Linked DNA regions of Anser cygnoides: region 2 is linked to region 1. The links are chromatin contacts, called in public Hi-C maps. All regions are on one chromosome and are shown on one strand. The core of a region is the stretch at or near the end of the contact, and the rest is flanking DNA. Distances in the headings are between cores, read along the strand shown. Region 1 holds the start of HSP90AB1 (heat shock protein 90 alpha family class B member 1). Region 2 overlaps TMEM63B (transmembrane protein 63B).

Region 1 (6,012 bases), core at 1,818-4,317:
CCCAGGCTGGGAGGCTGAGGCAAGGGGGCTCTTACTCAGGTACTCAGGGATGAGCTCATCGCAGCTGTCCATGATGAAGACACGCCTCACGTACAGCTTAATGTTGTTCTTCTTCTTCTTGTTCTCAAAGAGGTCAAAAGGGGCACGGCGCGGGATGAAGAGCAGGGCCCGGAACTCCAGCTGCCCTTCCACGGAGAAGTGCTGCGGGGCCAGGAACAAAAAAACAGCTGCCTCAGTGCTCCCCCTTCAACACCTTCCCCTGGGACCCGCACAGGGCAAGGCTGAACTGCCGCTCCTCAGCGCTGGGAACAGCAGAGGGGCACAGCAGGGACTGCGGCGTGCCAACAGCTGGCATTTCCCTCTTCAGCCCCACTGCTGCCCTGGAGAGAGAAGCCGTACTTCCCCACGGCCCACCACTCCCCTGCCCTGCTTCTAGGGGGGCACTGCCCACCCCTCTGCCTCCGCAGGACTCAGGGCAGGCTGGGGCACCACTAAGAGGCCCAGGAGCCCTCAGCTCTGTACCAAAGCACAACGCAAGTGATGGCTTTTTGTGCACACCGGGAAGGGGCCCCCTGTCTCTGCGTGGCCCAGGACCCACCTTGACAGCCAGGTGGTCCTCCCAGTCATTGGTGAGGCTTTTGTAGAACTCGCCATACTCCTCCTGGGTGATGTCGTCAGGGTTGCGGGTCCAAATAGGCTTGGTCTTGTTCAGCTCCTCCTGGTCAATGTATTTCTCCTTAATCTTCTTGGTCTTTTTCTTCTTGCTTTTGTCTCCCTCCTCCTCATCATCAGAGCCCACATCCTCAATTTTGGGTTTCTCCTCATCCTTGGAATCCTCTTCTTCCTTCTCACCTTTTTCTTCCTCTGCCTCATCATCACTGATCTCTTTCTCACGCTCCTTCTCCAGCTGTGGAGGAAGGGACAAGAAAATCAGACCATGAGCCCAGGTCTAGCACCAAGCACACGTTATTAGGAATCCTGCTCCATGAGACAAACAGGTATTCTCCTGGGCGTAACGCAAGGTCCAACATATGCAACACCTGGAAACAAAGCTCATCACTAAAGCAGCACTCAGCTTCCAGTATCCATGTAACCAAGAACTGGTCAAGAGAATAGCAGGCCAATAAACCCTCCTCTCTCTGTGGCTGGTCTGGATGAGCTCCAGCTGCACCAATTCAGCGTGGCTGAATGTTTCACCTCCAATAAAATGAGCCCCCAGCCTCATCTTACCTCTAGCAATACAAGCTGGAAGCTGCTCTTTTCTGGCTGCTTCCTCCTCTCAACCCCCCTCACTCCTTCCTCCAGCTTTCCCGGGGTCCCCCCAGTTCTTCTCTTACATACATAAAGCGTGATGGGGTAGCCGATGAACTGAGAGTGCTTCTTCACCACCTCTTTGACTCGCCTCTCCTCCAAGTACTCTGTCTGGTCCTCCTTCAGATATAGGATCACTTTGGTGCCTCGTCCGATGGGCTCACCTGTAGCGTTAGAGGACAAAGATTTTTGCCTCAGAGCACTGTTTTAAAGGGCAGAGTACAACAGGGACTAACTCCTTGAGCCTAACCGCTGCTTGATATCTCAAAATTAACAAGAGTGATTAACAGGACAGCCCAGCTCTATGGAGAACCAAGGAAAGGGTCATGCCTAGCAGAGAGATGCACTTGGCTTTGTCCGACACGTACCATGGTCAGTCCGGACAGTGAAGGAGCCCCCAGCTGAAGACTCCCAAGCATACTGCTCATCGTCATTGTGCTTGGTAATGACAACAACCTTCTCAGCCACCAGGTATGCAGAGTAGAAACCCACACCAAACTGCCCAATCATGGAGATGTCTGCACCAGCCTGTAGAGGTGGAGAAACACTAATGGAGTAGAAAGGACACAGAAAAGGTGAGCAACTGATTCAACCAACAAAGAACTGCATCAGTATGCACACATTAAGGAGCGAGTGCCAGCAGGCAGCCAGCCCTACCCTCAGCACCTCCCTGCTACTGTAGAGGTGGGAAAACACATTCCAGGAGGCCAGCAGCTCCCACGGCCGGAAAGCCAGCAGGGCTGGGGTTATACAACAATGCCAGACTGCGCCCAGGCCTTTGGGATCCCGGACACCCCTAAATAACCCACCTGCAGGGCTTCCATGAAGGCCTTGGTACCGGATTTGGCGATGGTGCCCAGGTTGTTGATGAGATCAGCTTTCGTCATCCCGATGCCCGTGTCCACCAGGGTGAGCGTGCGGTCCCGGGGGCTGGGGACGATGTCGATCTTGAGGTCCTTACCGCTGTCGAGCTTTGAGGGGTCGGTCAGGCTCTCGTAGCGGATCTTGTCCAGCGCCTAGGGGAGGAGGCGATGCTTCCTGCTGCCTCGCTGCCCAACACCCACCTCCCCTCACCGCCGCAAGCCTCGCAAGCCACCCAGGTCTCCCCAGAGGGCCCCCCCCAGCCTCCCCCACGCCCCCAGCAGACGAGGGGCTGCTCACGTCGGAGGCGTTGGAGATGAGCTCCCGCAGGAAGATCTCCTTGTTGGAGTAGAACGTGTTGATGATGAGCGACATGAGCTGGGCGATCTCCGCCTGGAAGGCGAACGTCTCCGCCTCCTCCTCCTCGCCGCGCATCTCGGGCATCTGCGGGGGGAGCGCAGGGCGCTAGGGGTGGGAAGGGAAGGGAAGGGAAGGGAAGGGAAGGGAAGGGAAGGGAAGGGAAGGGAAGGGAAGGCCCAGCCCCGCTCCTCACCGTGCCGGCCGCGATCGTCCGCCGCAAGGAGCCGCCCCCGCCCCCCCGCCGCCCTTTTATAGGCTCGGTGCCGCCCCGCCCCAGCCGGCGGCTCCCTCCGCCTTAAAACGGCCACGGCCGGCGCTGCTTCCCGCCGCCGCTCAGCGGAGCCTTGCCACGGCCTCCCGACCCCTCACTCCCTCCTCACGGCTCATCAGACGCTGCGGTGCCCTCCTCTCCCCGCTCTCACCCGGCTCGGCGCGGCAGTCCCGCCGGTGGCCCGCCCCCCCCCTCCCCGGTGCTCGTTTAACGGCGGCGGGCCGGGAGGGGGGCGAGGGACTACTTCCCGCGGGCGGCGGCGGAGGAGCACGGCGAGGGGAGAGGGGGTGCGGCGGCTCTTCCAGAGGCTTCCAGAAGGGCGGGGGGCGGCCGTTGGGGGCGGGTGGGTCCCGCGCTGCTGAGGGGGCTCGGCCGCCTGTGGGGGCTGTGAGGGGCCGGGGCGGAGCCGGCCCTGTCAGGGGGAGATCCGCGTCGCCAGGGGGCGCTCCGGCTGTTCGCAGCCCCTCACCGCCCGCAGGCCTCGGGTGCTTCCTTCACAGCATCGCGGGATCACCTAGGGTGGAGGAGGCCTCGGAGATCACCCAGTCCAACCTCTGACCTAACACTAACAAGTCCTACACTAAACGGTATCACTAAGGGCTACATCCAAACGTCTTTTAAAGACCTCCAGGGATGGTGACTCCACCACTTCCCTGGGCAGCCCGTTCCAATGCTTAATAACCCTTTCGGTAAAGAAGTACTTCCTAATATCCAACCTTAAACTCCCCTGTCGCAACTTTCGCCCATTCCCCCTCATCCTGTCACCAGGCACGTAGGAGAACAGACCAACCCCCACCTCGCTACAGCCTCCTTTCAGGTAACTGTAGAGAGCGATGAGGTCTCCCCTGAGCCTCCTCTTCTCCAGGCTGAACAACCCCAGCTCCCTCAGCCGCTCCTCGTAAGACTTGTTCTCCAGACCCCTCACCAGCTTGGTCGCCCTTCTCTGGACTCGCTCGAGCACGTCCATGTCCTTCCTGTAGCAAGGGGCCCAAAACTGAACACAGTACTCGAGGTGCGGCCTCACCAGAGCCAAGTACAGGGGGACAATCACCTCCCTAGACCTGCTGGCCACACTGCTTCTTATGCAGGCCAGGATGCTGTTGGCCTTCTTGGCCACCTGGGCACACTGCTGGCTCATATTCAGCCGACTATCAACCAATACTCCCAGGTCCTTCTCTGCCAGGCAGCTTTCCAACCACTCATCTCCCAGCCTGTAGCTCTGCTTGGGGTTGTTGTGCCCCAGGTGCAGGACCCGGCACTTGGCCTTGTTGAACTTCATGCAGTTGACCTCAGCCCATCGGCCCAGCCTATCCAGATCCTCCTGCAGAGCCTTCCTGCCCTCAAGCAGATCGACACACGCACTTAGCTTGGTGTCATTCGCAAACTTACTGAGGGTGCACTGGACGCCCTCATCCAGATCATCGATAAAGATATTAAAGAGGACCGGCCCCAGTACCGAGCCCTGGGGGACTCCACTAGTGACCGGCCTCCAACCAGATTTGACTCCATTCACCACAACTCTCTGGGCCCGGCTATCCAGCCAGTTTCTAACCCAACGAAGCGTACGCCAGTCCAAGCCCCGAGCAGCCAGTTTCTCAAGGAGAATGCTATGAGGAAGCCCCTGCGGTGATAGAGACGGACACAGGTTTTAGTCTTTTTATAGAAAATGGGCAATGTACGGGTACATTGAGAGAGACACGGGAGGGGAGAGGCAGGCAGGGAGCTGGGGGGGAGCTGCCCCCTCTCCTGTTTGCAGGTGGGACCTCCTGTTTGTTACACGGCTGGGAGGCGGAAAGGAAATAACAGCAGGATCTGTGGGGAGGGAACGAAGGCAAGGAGAGGGAGAAAGCGAAGCGTGGAGACTGAGTCATGGTGTTGGCCCTCGGTCACACCACACGGGTGTCCCTTGAGCTACTGGGTGTGGCTGGAGCTCCTGCTGCCCCAGTTCTCCCTGGTAGGAGATGATGCGTGGCATGGGATGCGTCCAGGCACGCTGGAAGGAGAGAGGAGCAAGCCACTAGAGGCCTTAGGGATGGGGGCAAGAGGGGAAATAACACTGGATGCTAGCCTTCGACTCCGCCTGTCAGAGATGAGGAGGTTTAGCATGGTTTTTGGCCTTGAGCTGGGGGAGTTACGCAGCACGGGAGGCGGCTGGACCTCGTCGAGGTCCCAGGAGTCTTACACACAGCACGGGGAAGGCGAAGGCACATAGGCCTGAAGGCATCACAAGGCCAAGCGTGGCAGGAGCCAGGCCAACCCTGGAGGAGTGGAACCGTCCCTGGGTGTAACATCTGCCATGGCAGTGTGAGTTGGCAGGGGCAGGCGTGAGGTGTTATCTCCCCACAGCGCTGCGGTGTCCAGGGCCTCGGAGGAGGATGCGGAGCCATCTCGGTGTCCCTGCACCCTCTGGGTGCCTCTGCTAGACGAGAATTTGGAACAGGAAGGAGATGGAGGCTCCTAGGGCCAAGCCCAGCGCCAGGAAGAACGCCATGACTGCTCCAGCTGTCTCCGCTTCGTGGGCGAGCACTTTCCTAGGGGAGAAACAGGTGTCGGACCCCTTCCCAGGACACACACCCCGTGCCCTGGCATCAGCTCTGCTAAGAAGCAAGAGGAGGCCACCGAGGAGGCAGAGGCTGTGTTCCTCCATGGCAGGAGGCCACCAAGAACAAACCCCACCTCGCTCCAAGCACCTGCCTCCAAACCCCGGGCTTGGAGGAGAGAGAGGCAGAGCGCATTGGGCACCCGCAGCTGTAACCAGCTCTTCCCTCGTCCCCAGCCTGTACTCACTTGGGCCCGAAGCACATGCAGAGGCTGGCCAGGTAGCCGTTGGAGATGGAGAAGAAGATCATGAAGATGATGTACCAGGCGTCATGAGAGAAAACGACAGGCAGGTAGTCCCGGGGCTGCACGTTGCACAGCATGAAAAGGGGGATAAAGATGACGCGGAGGATCACCATCGCTGGCAGGAGGTAGCTGTCCTTCCCGGGCTGGGGGAGAAACGCAGGGCGCTGAGCAGCTCCGAGGTGGCTGGCACAGCAGCAAGGGCTACAGAGGCTGTCCCTGCTGCGCTGCAGCTGCAGAGGAGCCACCACACAGAGGGCAAAGCTGCCAACTATTCCTGCTGCAACAAAGCCCAGCATCACCAGCTGGTGTAAGGGACGCAGCAGGGCATCTCTTGAGCCCCTCTGCACAAGACTCCCAGACCCGCA
Region 2 (5,748 bases), core at 825-3,324, 89 kb after region 1:
TGGGAACACAGGGAACAAAGTGCCGGTCGGGCGCTGGGCACGGAGCTGACGGCACCCGGCCAAGAGCAGGGACACAGAAGTGGCACTTGAAGGCAAGCAGCCCGGCTCCCAGAGCCGCAGATAAAGGTGTGGGAGATAAAGCGGTTGCTTAGGCTTGAAGAAGGGCACTGAATTTTAGGCGAGGCGCAGCAGCGCAAGCCTTGTGTCATCTGGAGTCCTATCTCAACGTTAGGATAAACAAAGAAATGGTACTTTAATTGGGCAAAGCCACTTTGAGTCACTGTTTACGCGGAGCACAGCTCCACAAAGGCAAATATCAAACCTAAGAAAGTCCATCGAAGGCTTGCAGGTGGTAACACGGGCTCCTCTTGCCCACAGCCCCTTCTCGCACATACCAAGACCACTGAAATCCTGACTTGACCTGAAGGAGGCTGATCACTGCCGGATGGCATGCTGGAGAGGATGATCGTGCTGTTCCATCTCTCGTTTCTGAATCAGGACAACACACCGCAACAGGACAACTACACGAAATGACAAATCACCTGTTGAAGCTGCAGCTGCGGCCTCTAATGCAACATGACAGACCAGCAAACAATCCCTCCAGAGTTTTCCTTTTAGGAGTAAAGTTTGGCCTTCCCAAACGCATCACAGTAGCAGGAGTATAGCAACAATTAATGGATAATGGCATTCAGAGTTTAATTACTAATTAATAACCCAGATGAGGTTGCTGTTCAGTATTTCTCCCAACACAAATCTAGCCTTGGCAGCCGTACGGGCTAATGCTTGTGAAGATATTTCTCCAAGGATCCTCATGCAAAAGAAATCACCCCTGCTCAGGAAAGCTCCTAAGTACACACTTATCTTGAAATGCTCTCACTGAAGTGATCACAACTTAAACACACAGCTAAATTAAAGTGTTTGCCTAAAAAGGGACAGACTCGAGCACTGTGCTCTGCTTCAAGCACCAGCTGTTTTCCAAGACCATTCACTGACCCCAGGCTACGTGTACTGGTTATCAGCCCAGCCCCAGTCGAGCATCTCATGGTAGAGGCAGCAAAGATCAAGTAGCTTAACCAGAATTTGTCTCTGATGATGAGAAATAGGTTCCTGTGGTACACTTTACAGCGACAACTGCCACATGCTGCCTTTGTGTTCATACCCTGAGAGGTCACAGAGCACTGTTTCAGTCACAGTGGGGCCAAACACCTAAAGCCTTGTCCCCTCTCCCTGGCCTACCCTCTCATTTCCCATTACCTTCCAGCACGGCTGCCTCCCATGGCGTTCAAACTGTCTGCAGCAGAAGAGGAAAGCGAGCTTTCTTTGTTTTTAAATAAACACGGCAGTTCGAGAAGCGCCAACTGTTCTGATGAAATTCAGTTTACCCCACTTAAATCAACAAACATTCAGACATCCTCGTAGCTGTCCCATTTTTGCATACCGGGACACGCTTGAACCTTGTTGCCAGACTCGCTACACATCATCAGCGTTAGCGTCAGGGCTTATCAGGCTCTTGGCAAACGCTGCCACACACAACAAACACGGCCTTTGCATTTCTGTTGCTGTTATAGAGCCTTTTTTTTTTTCCAAAATACCCCATAGGTATTCCACAAAAAAAAACAAACAACGGAAAAGGAAAAAAACCACCCCCCCAAAACCTCTTGCTGGGAAGGCGATCTCCAGACACGAAGCGCAGAGCTCCATTACTGTGTGATGGATGACAGTCCTCCCAGCACGCCCTTTCCAGATCACCGTGCAGAAAGACTCGTGCCACTCACCAGAGGTAAGGTAGGAACCATTTAAAGGACATTTTGTCAATGGAGAAGGCACAGCACCACCGCCTCGCCTCACAAACCAGTCAGCATGCTCCCAGGGGGCCTTTAGCCTGGCGCTTCCTAGGCGCCCTCATGGCTCCGAGGGGCCAGCCCGACACTCCAGCAGAGCACCAGGCAGGTTTACCTGCCTTAAACCAGGCCGTGGAAAAGTACAAGGAGGCAGGAGGGCAGCACCTCCTCCAGCCTCCCCCGTGAGGCCGGCCGGCCGCCGCCAAGCTGCCCGCTTGTTTGTGCTCGAGGCCTGTCAGGGTAATCGCGCCACAGCCCCGTAAGCAAGCAGCAAGGCTGGAATTTCCCCCCTGGCAGCCTGCCCTGCTCTGATGCCACCTGACTGGCATCCCGATCAAAGCCTCCGAGGAATCCCGAGTAGGGGAATCAGGGCCAGCCGCCGCACGTGGGGCGGAGGGCAGGGTGCAACGCTGGGGCCACGGTTGACCCTGCTGGGCTCCACGTTGCACTTACACCCGCGTGTCACCTCCTGCTTACAGCAGGTCATCAGACATCCGTGGTCCTGGCAATGCTGTGGGTTTTGAGTTTCATCTGAAAACGGCACACGTGTAGGGACACCCATGTGTGACTGGGCCCAAAGCTTTACCCCGCTACTGCAAATTGTGGCATCCTTGTCTCCGCATTAAACACCTGCAGCCCGAAGCAGCCACGTGCACATCACTCCTTCCTGCTGAATCCCGCTCACTTTCAGGTCTCCGCAGTGCCCCCATCCACACATCAGCAGGGCTGGGGACACCTTTCCAGGGCCAGGTGGAGCAGAGCTGGTGCTCAGGCAGCTTCCCAGCCGTGCCCACTGCGGCCTCATCACACCACAGCCGTGCTCACGGCGCCCAGGCCCAGGTCCTGCGACGCCTGCGCTCGACAGCAGGCAAAGCTCCCAATATAGCATCAGCCACCTATTTATAACACGCTGTTTACCAACACCAAGCGCTCTCTCGGTGGAAGTGAGATGAGTCAAGGGAGCATGAGCGCTCTGGATCCCCCTCCTGTCATGGGAGGATCAGGAGACAGTGGAAGGGTGACCTGTGGTTGATCACCTGCAGCTCCCTCACCAATGGGATCATACTCGAGGGCATGCTCAGTATATATATTTTTTATATCAGACCCCTAAGCTCTGGGTAGATCTTCCTGTTGATTAGATCCACCACACAAGAGCACGAACATCCCCTTTCAGCGTGCTCCAGGCTCTGGAAGCACCGAGTGCCATATGGTCTTCAACACCTGCTTTAATGTGGGGTCTCCAAAAGCCTCCCGACAGCCCGTGACCTTCTTCCAGAAGCTCGATGGAGGGCTGCTGGCTGCTACGGGGCTGTGACAGGGGGGCTCAGGCAGTGCCTGTCTCCTGCAGAGGGACCACGACGCTGCTGGCTGGTGGGCCTCTGGCAAGCACAGCCCCCAGCTGCCACCCTGCCACCCCCACGGAGAGAGGAATGGGATTTCAGGGGATGTAGGCAGCAAGGACATCTGACTGCCTTCGGCGGCAGGCAGAGACGAGCACAACAAAGTTTGTTACGGGTCTCAAAGCAGGGCTGGGTGGGAGAGGGGTTACAAAGCCCAGGCACACGTGACCACCTCTTGTTTTGGGATATTGTCCAGGAGCTAGGCTCCTGAGCAGCAGAAGGCAAGAAGCACTCTCTGCTGCCCAAGGCATACCCCCACCAGGCAGCTAGAAACAGACCCCGCAGTGATGCTGCTGAACTGAGCATCCATATGGTGGCGGATCAGAGCCTTGAAGCCCATCCAGGCAGAACAACCAGTGCCAGCTCCTGGCTCCTCCTAAAGCCACCACCGCATTTTCCATTCCTCCCTCCTGGCTGAGCCCAGCTGTCTCTCCATGCCAGGCTCATTTTTAGAACCTCGCATTTTCCTCTCCTTCTCAGAGAAAGCTATTGCTTTCCTGCCTTCAAACACTCAGCACACCTCCCATCCCACCAAGAGGGTAATGGACCTCCTGGCTCCTTTCCCCTTTGTCATTTCCTGGATCCATCCTCTATGCCATCGCACTTACCAGCTCCAAATGGACTGGAGAGGACGATTAAGAGGCTCGGATCGATTTCTGAGCTTCCACCCCTCCTAAGGGGCACAGGGAGGGCGGTCCCAGTGGCTTTACCAGAAAGCCTCAGCCACGGCTTGATGCGTGTCCAGTTATAGCCTGGAGCCCAAAGGCCTGGCTGGAGCACATCGTGTTAACAACAGGACCGCAGGACATCACCAGACGTAGGCCCTGGGCAGCGCTGGCCAGCCACTCGGGTGCTGGGCCTTCACCTTGGCAGGGTCCTGCTGGGGTGAACGCATGCAGACGCCCACTGGGAAGCAGGCCCATGCCCACCCGCTCCTCCTGGGTGAGTTACATCTGTCCTGTCCCTGCTCGAGGGTTCCACAGGATTAAAACTGAGGATGTTTTTGCATGGTTCCCCAGCTGCTTACAGGAGTAACTGCAAAGGCACAAGTTTCAGTCTGCCCCCACCGGCTCAGGTCAGCTCTGGGCAGCCAGGGAGATGCCGGAGTGGCTCCCTGCCTGCACATCCAGGCGAGCAGCGTTGTGCACTGTGAAGTTTTGCCACTGCTAGTTTAATTCCATCAAAGATCAATGCTCAGGCTCTTCAGGACTGGGTACGTTCCCTGCTCTCGAAGGACGGGGCGATGGCACCGATGGGTGAGTTTGCCAGGCAGAGGAGTTAAGCGCCCTGCTCTGAGCCCAGAAGCATCCCTCACCCACGAAGTCCTTCCTCACTACACTGACGTGAAGATATTTTTTTTTTCCAAATAGCGAGAAAGAACACTTTGTCCTAAGGATCTCAAACCCTCATTGACTCCGAAATCCACCTTGCGTAAGGCTCCTGCAGGCAAAACGGGGCATTAGCATGCATGCACCTCTATGTGGGGAGACAGAGCAGGACTAACGAGGCCCCGGTGCTGGGGTAGGAGGAGAGGGAGTTGCCCCAAAGCTCTGCTTGGGGCCTCCAGAGCCAGCTCGGCAAGGAGCTGGTGTTGGGAAAGAAGGGCTCTGCAATCAGCAACGCGCAAGATGGCATCTAGGGAGGGACGAGCTCAGGGATGCTCTGAAAGGCTGGGAGGCAATTAGAGGTTGATAGGGATGATTGGGCAAGCTGAAAACAGCCACGGGGATGGGTGGGGTGCAAAGGAAAAAGCAGGCAGGCACACTTGCTGTGGGCCAGGCAGGCTCACAGCACTCCAGCAGCTTTTCAGGACTAGGCTGGGTGTTCCCGGTCCACACACCCATTCAGCCACAACACACAGCCCTGCCCGCACCACTGCTTAGATGGGCTGCAGCACACCTTCTCTGAAGAGGTCCAAAAATCCCTTTTCTTGCTCCAGGAGATGCAGTGCAAACAACAACAGACAGAGCACACGTGCCACAGCCCAAACAGCAAATCCCCCCAGGAGCTACCTGGAACCTGCTTTGTTTCCTATTTACCGGCCGTGCACTTTCAGCACTTTTCCTACCAAGGGATCAGCCACTTGCACGCATTTGGGGAACTCACTAAAACGGCACGTCTCCACTGCTTTGATCACCCCACTCCTTTCTCTTCCCTGCACTGCTCACCCCCAGCCAGCCGCCCTGTCTGAAGCGCCAGGCCAGCCCCAGACACCTTCCAGCACCGCTGTCTCAGACAGGGAGGCAAAGACCCAGTGGATCGACATGCCTGCACAGGCATAAGCCTACTGATGGAGGTGCAGTTCTACTGGCAGAACCGCTTCTCGGGGTTTTGAGGTGGTGGAATAAGGCAGACGGGGAAGCTGGAGCATTTTTGCCAAGCGAATGTATCAGCAGAGCAATCAAAAGAGGCGATCCCACACACCGAGCCAGCCTGAAGACTGCAGGTGTTCTGAAGGAGGCACCTAACCCGCGCTGCAGGCATGGCCCAGGTGAAGCATCACCAGA

Evidence for each region. Hi-C and Micro-C count contacts between places; a contact is called where the count stands out from the background.
Region 2: a contact with region 1 is called in a Hi-C map of liver, with 4 times the contacts expected there. The contact joins the enhancer-like site here to the promoter of HSP90AB1 in region 1. A contact is called at or near these places in 2 of 7 Hi-C or Micro-C datasets (both in liver).

The regions. Positions count from the first base shown.
Region 1 is chr3:33,829,548-33,835,559 of Taihu_goose_T2T_genome, forward strand. HSP90AB1 (heat shock protein 90 alpha family class B member 1) reads right to left here and starts at 3,068. Exons shown (of 12, transcript XM_066993843.1): 1 at 2,955-3,068; 2 at 2,473-2,616; 3 at 2,121-2,327; 4 at 1,680-1,839; 5 at 1,342-1,475; 6 at 599-907; 7 at 36-201. The coding sequence starts at 2,616. It overlaps SLC29A1 (solute carrier family 29 member 1 (Augustine blood group)), which reads right to left. Exons shown (of 14, transcript XM_048080133.2): 13 at 5,591-5,790; 14 at 4,446-5,334. The coding sequence ends at 5,223.
Region 2 is chr3:33,919,452-33,925,199 of Taihu_goose_T2T_genome, forward strand. The region is part of intron 1 of TMEM63B (transmembrane protein 63B); the gene reads right to left. Among named protein-coding and RNA genes, the nearest start is that of MRPL14, 7.8 kb to the right of the region's middle. Within about 2 kb of position 2,075, at least 2 of the 3 cell types and tissues checked have open chromatin away from gene starts, as enhancers often do. A contact at or near this core is called in liver, where this site is marked.